Regions from separate parts of the Oryctolagus cuniculus genome. Here regions 2 and 3 are each linked to region 1. The links are chromatin contacts, called in public Micro-C maps. All regions are on one chromosome and are shown on one strand. Each heading gives the region's core, a stretch centred on a gene start, on an enhancer-like site or on the middle of the called end of the contact. The rest is flanking DNA. Distances are from core to core; before and after follow the strand shown.

What was found. Hi-C and Micro-C count contacts between places; a contact is called where the count stands out from the background.
Region 2: a contact with region 1 is called in a Micro-C map of ear pinna, with 2.3 times the contacts expected there. The contact joins the promoter of TIA1 here to the promoter of MXD1 in region 1. A contact is called at or near these places in 2 of 6 Hi-C or Micro-C datasets (ear pinna and an unstated tissue).
Region 3: a contact with region 1 is called in a Micro-C map of ear pinna, with 9 times the contacts expected there. The contact joins the promoter of FAM136A here to the promoter of MXD1 in region 1. A contact is called at or near these places in 4 of 6 Hi-C or Micro-C datasets (ear pinna, embryonic fibroblasts, psoas muscle and 1 more).

The regions. Positions count from the first base shown.
Region 1 is chr2:132,765,562-132,768,261 of mOryCun1.1, forward strand. It overlaps MXD1 (MAX dimerization protein 1), which reads right to left and starts at 1,284. Exons shown (of 6, transcript XM_051842827.2): 1 at 662-1,284.
Region 2 is chr2:132,436,669-132,439,368 of mOryCun1.1, forward strand. It overlaps TIA1 (TIA1 cytotoxic granule associated RNA binding protein), which reads left to right and starts at 1,408. Exons shown (of 12, transcript XM_008254288.4): 1 at 1,408-1,710. The coding sequence starts at 1,685. It overlaps TRNAG-CCC (transfer RNA glycine (anticodon CCC)), which reads left to right and starts at 1,080; the gene lies at 1,080-1,150.
Region 3 is chr2:132,383,498-132,386,197 of mOryCun1.1, forward strand. It overlaps FAM136A (family with sequence similarity 136 member A), which reads left to right and starts at 1,436. Exons shown (of 3, transcript XM_051842802.2): 1 at 1,436-1,598; 2 at 2,351-2,491. The coding sequence starts at 1,512.

The DNA of each region.
Region 1 (2,700 bases), core at 34-2,533:
AGTCGGCCGCCTCCAGCAGCATCTGGATGTTCATCCGAACCGCCGCCGCCATTCTGCACCGGGGGCCGGAGCCACGGGACCAACCCCCACTGCCCACGGGCTCGCCGCCGCCGCCGCCGGACACCCGCGCCCCGCTATGGACCCCGCAGAGCAGGGCTGAAGGAGCCTCTCTGGCGACCACGCTCGCCGGGAGGGGGAGGGGGTCAGTGAGCTGGGCACCACCGACACCGTGACAGAACCCTGACAGAGCAGCAGCCGCCACCGCCGCGGAGTGTTTATCCCCGACTCACCATCCCCCCGCCCCCAGCCCCTTCTCTTGACAGGCCCGCTTCGGCTGCTTCCCTCATTGGACACTCCAAAGACTGCCCCGCCCCTACACTCGTGCGATTGGGGAAGGGCTTCACGGCCCCGCCCCCCAAAGTCCGCTCCTCTCGCTGGTTGGCCGCTCTTGACAAGAACCGGGCACCACCCCCTCTCTCCAATTGGTGACAGGATTCGCAACTCCGCCTCGTGCCCCTTCCTTGTTTTCCATTGGTTCTATACCGACAACCGGGCCCCCTTTTGCTTTGTTAGTATTGGCCAAGAGCTGTAAAAAGCAAGCCTCTTCGCCTGTCTCCCATTGGTGCAGCCTTCGGACACCTCCCAGCTACGATGATGTCACCTTTCTCCAGGCCCGGCGAGCCCTGAGTGGCCGACGGTCAGCAGCCCGGCTGCACATCCCCAGGTCTGGCATTGGCTGGGAGGGCCGGCCGGGAGCCGGGCGGCCCTGACTCACCGGCCGCCGCCGTGCTCGGTTCTGCCCGGCCCCGCCTCGGACCTGTTGCCTAGATCTGTCTCCGGGGAAAACTTCCGGGACCTGCCGGGCGTCCCTCGAATGGAAGGCTGGCACTTCGCGTCGCCTGGGCTCTCTGTCCTTTGGGGTTCGGGGCCGGAGCCCTGGGCCTGGTGGCCGAAGTCTGGGAGGTTCCGGGTTCCCCTAGACAGGGATCCAGCGGCCGAGGACCCTGCTGTGAATCCTGCGGAAGGAAGAGCGGCGCCGGCGGCTCAGCGGGTGGCCGGCCCGTGGGCGCCACGTGGCTGTGGGCAGGAGGGGAGAGCGCGCTGGGGCGGGCGCGCAGCGTGGCGCTCCTCTCCAGAGGCGCCTTTTCCATCCCGGGAAGCGCGTTATGAGTGGGTTTCAAAAGCTCAGGAACTCCCTGGACCTACAGATAACGCGGAAGCCCCAGGATTCTTTGACCCAAATCTCTTATAGAGTCTTTTCTCTCAATTTCAGATGAAAACGTTAAAAAGAATACTGCCTTTTCAAGACGGCTACAAAGGGTGTGGGGTGGTGCCAATATAAATGCTTAACAGAATATTACACATTAAGAACTAAAAAGCTTAAGGATCGCTCTGTAAACCCATCAAGAATTCTGAAATGAAAGCTAGCTAGAGACCCAGGTTACATTAACATACTGATATCTCCAATTTAAAAAGTGGAAATAACGCTTTTGGCAAGCTGAGGATCCCCAAAACAGAAGTGAAGCATGAATATGTTTCTTTTTGTAAAAAGGTTCTTGTCTATATGTAACAACGGCTTACTATGTAATTCGCCTCTGTCATGCGATCTGTGTTAATTATCCACATTCTGCACATGTAGAAAAGACCCAGAAGTGGAATTCCAGGTCATCCATTCACCTGCAGAGATGAGAATTACCCAGGGCCCAAGCCACCAATCCTCCCGGGGTGGTGGTACATTACACAGATTTCAAGACTGAGTCACAAAATGCCAACTAAAACACTGGATGAAAGAATGGCAAATATATAAATGTAATCAGGGTGGGGTTTTTTAAATGGATTATGAATCCATTAAAATTAGGCAACAGTAAGTAGAAAACATGTAGCAAACCATGCTTGACACATAGAAAACACGTCTTTTGGTCTTAATGGTTAATTCAGTGTAAAAGTTGTTTCTTCATGAACATATTAATTCGATAAATACATTGAAGGTGAAGGTTTTCAAGAGGCAATAAACAGTTGGAAAAGGTAATGGGGATATAAACAGTTTGACTATGTTCATAATTGTATGTTATTTATTTTTTTTAAATTAATTTTGATTTTTAAAAATTTTTGACAGGCAGAGTTAGACAGAGAGAAAGATCTTCCTTTTTCTGTTGCTTCACCCCCCAAAGGGCAGCTACAGCCGGCTTGCGGCGGCCAGCATGCTGCACCAAGCCAGGAACCAAGAGTTTCCTCCTGGTCTCCCATGCGGGTGCAGGGCCCAAGCACTTGGGCCATCCTCCACTGCCTTCCCGGGCCACAGCAGAGAGCTGGACTGGAAGAGGCGCAACTGGGATAGACTCCAGCACCCTGACAGGGACTAGAACCCGGGGTTCTGGCGCCGCAGGCAGAGGATTAGCCGATTAGCCAGGTGAGCCGCGGCGCCGGCCTGTATGTTATTTGTAAAATAAATTCGAATGCTGTAATAAAATGGCTGCAGTCTTCTAAAGTAGCCAAAGTGATAATACTAAAAATACTTCATTATATTAACATCTTGGATTTTGTATGCCTTTATTTTTCAATTTTTGCTCTGAACATTGCATATAACTCTTTACCCTTTTACTCTCAATTCTTTAGCTCACTTCTATTTCAATATCATGACCCCTTCCCCTGGAAATCACCGATTGAAAATCACACTTACTCTGATTTTTTTGTACTGTG
Region 2 (2,700 bases), core at 158-2,657, 330 kb before region 1:
TATCCATACAGAGAAATTTTGTTGGGCAATGAAATGAAGAACTGATATGTGCTCCATGGATGAACCATGAAAGCATAATGCTAAGTGAAAGAAACCAGTCACCTGTGTGATTCCAGGAAATGTCAAAATGGGCAAATCTATGCGAATAGAAAGATGAGACGGGGAGTGGCATGGAATGGGAAAAAGGCAGCAACGGCTAATTAGTAAGGGTTTCCTTTTTGGAAATTAATTGTGGTGATGGGTGAACACCTCTGTGAGTAAACTGTGAATTAAAACTTAAATGAGTATCTCAAGTAGGTGTTAAAAATACCCTTAATTATTAAAATGTGTCTTATTCATGTTCAAGAGATGAATATTTCATATCTTTGAATATAATATAATATAATATAATATAATATAATATAATATAATATAAATTGAAATATTCAAAGACTAAAGATAATTTCCAAAAATAGAAATCCAAAATGTATCACTACTTTGAAGAGGAATTTGTAAATTCCCTCTTTTCGGATGTGTAAATTCTCCTTTGTTTTGAAAATAATATTTCTTGTAACTTATAAAATGCAATGTGAAATGCACAATGAGTACACTGAACCACATTTTAGAGCCCTAAATTTTCTAGTTCCTAAAAGAGGACTGAAGCTTATGTATTTTCATTTACTTTTAAGATTATTGTGACCTGTTTGCATTCAACAACTGTTTCTTAAAATGTTTTTCAAGGTACATTGATTATACCAAAGAAATGCAAATATAAAGAAATACCCTTTACCTGGAAATATTTTTCTGGCTCTCAAAAATTTGATTTTAGCTCTAACAAGGCAAACACTTCTTAACTAAATTCTTCCTTTTAAGTAAAAAAAATTAATTGAGCTTTTTCTGCGCTTAAAAAGTAGAAACATGTATTCAACTGTATTGGGATGAAAAAAGGATAGTTTCTTGTATCGCTGAAAAGTAGAAGATCATACACTGTCAAATTTTCATTTTCTAGGAGTAAATGAATATAAAATCCATCCTGGCGTCGGAGAGAACAGCTGCTTAAATTTTCTCATAAGAGTTTCTTGTGAGCCTTTCTTCCAACAGCGCCGCTGGTGTAGTGGTATCATGCAAGATTCCCATTCTTGCGACCCGGGTTCGATTCCCGGGCGGCGCACAGATATTTTGCTCTCAATGAGTTGATTGAACAGTCATGACGAATCCTGCTGATGGAAATATTGCGGTCATTTACCTTCTCTGTAAGTTTCTATTTCATTAGAATTCACTATTAAAACCTTAGGAGCGAGACGGCAGACAAAAGTTTAGGCAAGCTCCCTTAACCCTTGCCACTGCGCAGTCCGCGGCATGCCTCAAGTCAGTGGAAGAGCGGCTGCGCAACAAGTGAACCTATGGAAGGAGGGATAGCCTTGCAGCCGGGAGGTTGAGCATGCAAAGTTACTCTGCGCCTGCGCGGCCGGGGTCACTCCGCTGGCGGCCCCAGGGCTCCCGGCTGGCCGCCATCTTGTATCGGGGCTTCATTGTTCGCGCTGGGCCAGGCGGTCGAGTGTAGTCGCCGCCACGGGAGGAGGCGGAGTAACCTCTAGTCCACGAAGAAACCCTGCTATTCCGCAGCCATAGCTGCCCAAAGGAGTTGGGAGGTAGTAAAGGGCAGGGAGCTGGACCTGGAGGCGCCGCCGCGACAGCAGCAGCCATGGAGGACGAGATGCCCAAGACTCTGTGAGTCTGGGGCAGCGATGAGGGAGGCGGGATGGTGGTCGTCCCGGAAGGAGGCCTCGGCCCCGCGCCGCTGCCCCGCCTATTGTTCTCCGTGGCCGCCGCGAGATCGCGCTTTCCGTCTCCTTAGCGCACACCTGGCTGCTTAGGACGGAGACCCGGGCTGTGAGCGGACGATGCGGAGGGCGAGGGGTCAGCCCTGCGAGTGAGCCGCTGGGTCTGAACTGCACCGCCGCGGGGCACGGCCCCTCGCCGGCTCAGACCTGGAGCAGAGACTTTTTCATTCAAACCCCTTCTTCGAACTCGGCAGACCTCCCTTTCGACTCGTTCTCTTCCTTCTCTTTTTCCCGCCCCGTCCTGTTTCTGTTTCTTGATGATTCTCTATCTTTACAGTCCTCTCTGATTTTACTTTGGTCCTCCGCCCGAAACTCTGCCTTTCACGTTCTCGTTGATAGGATCTTTTATTCTCGCGGCTGCTCGTGTTCCTTTTTAGTGAAGTAAACTTTATTCTGGCGGTTGCCAACTGGACAAAAGCCAAATCTCCGTCGTTAACCACTCGCTGGCTTTCCTTCCGTAGCACCCCCGACCAAAAAGCCGAACTGGACGCCCCAAGGATTTTGAAACTGCTTTTTTAAAAATGGACCCCCCCTCCCCGGCCCCAGGGAGTGGATTAACTCGTTTCCACCGTCGCCTGCTCCTGCTGGCATTGACATGTGGCGGAGAGAACGGGCGGTTTTTTGTGAAGCAACAGTTAATGAATAGTCAGGTCCGGGGATTTCTAGAATTAGTGTTACAGGACCTGAGTTTGGGCTATTTGTCTTATAGCCCTCCCCCTCCCCCTGCCTCTTTGTTTTTCTAAGCACTATTGGAAGAGTGATCCTGCCTTTGTTGCATTTCTCTTAAAAAAAAAAAAAAAAGCTCAGTGGGGGTTTTGGTTTGTTTAAAATACATTTTACTGTGTATATCTGAGGTCTACAGTGATATTATTGGATT
Region 3 (2,700 bases), core at 186-2,685, 380 kb before region 1:
CCAGGAGCGCTGGGGAAGAAACCGAGCCTGCACAAGTTATCACCCCGGACCCTGGAAGGGATCAGCTTTGTTCCAGTGGGGCAGCCAAGACTTGGGCCAGATGACCCTGAAATCCCATCTCCAGCTCCCCGAGTACCCAGACAGCAACAGGAGCAGGTATGTGAGCTTCCTCCCATGCGGTCCAACTCCACTTCCAAAGCCAGCTGAAGTCGGGACTCGCTATTCTTAACTGCGGAAGAGCCACTCACTTTGTGCACGTGAACCAGCAAGGCCGCCTTACGGGCGTCGAACCTCAGGTCAGCGTGACTAGCGGGGCCTACACAGAGGGCCTACTGGAGAAATTGGGCCTGACATCTTAGGAATAAGGGGCAAAACAAGGGATTTACTCTAACATTGTGCTACAAACAACAAACCCGTGGCACGAGGGGATGTGAAGACAAACGTCAAGTGGACCACAGCCGTTTCCGCCGCCACGGGAGGGAGCCAGCTGCCCAGGATCGGATTGGAAAGCCTTGCTCCACCAGTTTCGAACCGTGCACTTTGGCAAGTGGCGGCCCCTCCCTCGGTGTCTGTTTCCTGGGAGAAGAGTGGATAGCAAAGTGCCAACCTCAAGGGATTATTGGGGGCATTAAATGAGTTAATCCCGGTACAGCAGTTCAAACGGCACCCCGCTGCCGCTGGGAGCCGCCTGACGCTGACCTGAAGCGGGAAGGACGTGCTGGTTCCGAGCAGGGGTTTCCAGCGAGTCACCGGCGCTTGCGTGAGAGCGCGCCTTGGGGTGGCAGACCACCGCCTTGCCCCCAGGTCCCAGGGTGGAACCCAGCGCCCGGCTGCCTCGAGCCGGAGTTCTCCTGCCATCTAGTGGCCACTGGCGGGAATTGCCAAGCTCCAACGACAGGACCCCCGTCTGTGTCCTGCTCACCCAGCCTCAAACGCAGGACGCGGAGGGAAAGAAGCCAGGGGTGGAAAGGAGCACCTCCCAAATAGTCACACGGGGGTCTGTGAAATTCCACAAGGGGGGATGCAGCCTATAGTGGCTGGGAGCACATCGGTGGGTCAGGTGGAGGGAGAGGGAGAGAAGGGGCAGCGATGACCAGGAAAGGGCGAGGTTTGAAGAACGCATCAGGCTGCACTCCTCGATCGCGCATCCACCTGCATCTTAATTACATAAAAACGTCCTCACGGAATTGTCAGGAAGGGAGACGGAGGGGGGAAGGAAGGGAGGGGAGGAAGCGAGGCAGGCCGCGCTCGCCTCAGCCGCACAGCCCCGCGGCGCTGGGCTCCCGAAGTCGCGCGCGGCCCCCCGGGACCGGAGCGCACCGCCAGCGTCCCCAGGCCCGCCGCGCCGCCAGCAAAGCAGGACGCGTGCAGTTCCTCCGCTCGGACGCCAGGCGGCGGCGTGGGCCGAGAAGCGCCGGCCGCGCGGCCAGCCGGGAAGCGGCGGCAGGGGGCGGGCCCGAGCGCCGGGTCCATGCGGGCGCCCGTGCAGCGCAGCGCAGCGCGGGGTCGCCATGGCGGAGCTGCAGCAGCTCCGGCTGCAGGAGGCGGTGGACTCCATGGTGAAGAATCTGGAGAGGGAGAACATCCGTAAGATGCAGGTAGCGAGGCGCGGGCCGAGTCGGACTCCCCCATCCCGCCGCCTGGACTCCTTCCTGGACCCTTCCCTCGGCCACCGCGCGATGCCGGGCACCGCGGACCCGGTCTGGGCTGGGCGTCCTTGGGGTCGCTGTGGCGACCCCGGAAGAGAGCCCCTTCCTCGAAAACGGGCGGCGCTCGGGCTGGTCGGGTGAAATCCGTGCGCGCGGCCGTTTTTCCGCCCCGGGGAGGAGGGTGTCCGCGGGACGGAGTTGAAAGCCCGGTGTGAGGCCTGCGTCCACCCCACCCGCCTCGAGCGCGCGGTCCCTCCCTCGGGTGAGCGACCCGAGGCCGGGAAAGGGCACGGCCAAGGTGATAAACCAAAAAGGTGAAAGCTCCGGGCCCACCCAGATGGCCTGGTTGTGTGCCCTCCTCCCGCGGCCCCCTGAAAGTGTGAGGGTGTTGGGCCCGCCACCCTCACCACGTTGTCGTACCCCTGGGTCGGGGGCCGACCTCTGAACCCTGCGGCGTCGGCAGCCGGCTTTCAGAGCCTGGCTCCGTCTGACCCGTCCCAGCGTCCCCGCCACAGATGCAACAAGTGCCAGTGAGCTAGCAGTGGCTGGGAGGCCAGACGCACCCTGCCGGTCTCCAGAGATGGTTTCCCCAGGTCGAGGCTGGAAGGGCCTGCCGCCTGTCCCGAGGAGAGGGAGCACAGGTAGAGAGTAGGCCTCCTGACCTGCAAGCGCTCCTTGGTCATCCTGTCCTCCCTCCGCAGGGCCTCATGTTCCAGTGCAGTGCCGGCTGCTGCGAGGACAGCCGGGCGTCCATGCAGCAGGTGCACCAGTGCATCGAACGCTGCCACATGCCTCTGGCTCAGGCCCAGGCCTTGGTGACGAGCGAGCTGGAGAAGTTCCAGGTGAGAAACACCCCAAACGGGGGCCCTGGCCCTTGCTGTGCCCTCTCGCAGGTGATGACAAGCTTTAGCAGAGCTTAGCTGCGTTAACATTTGTGGGAGTCTAATGGCCTACCAGCCTTCACAGGGCTTAGGATTCTGGAACTTGAGTGCTGTAGGTTGAACCGTACTTTCTCATAGAGACAATGATGTAAAAGGGAGTTAGCAGAGGC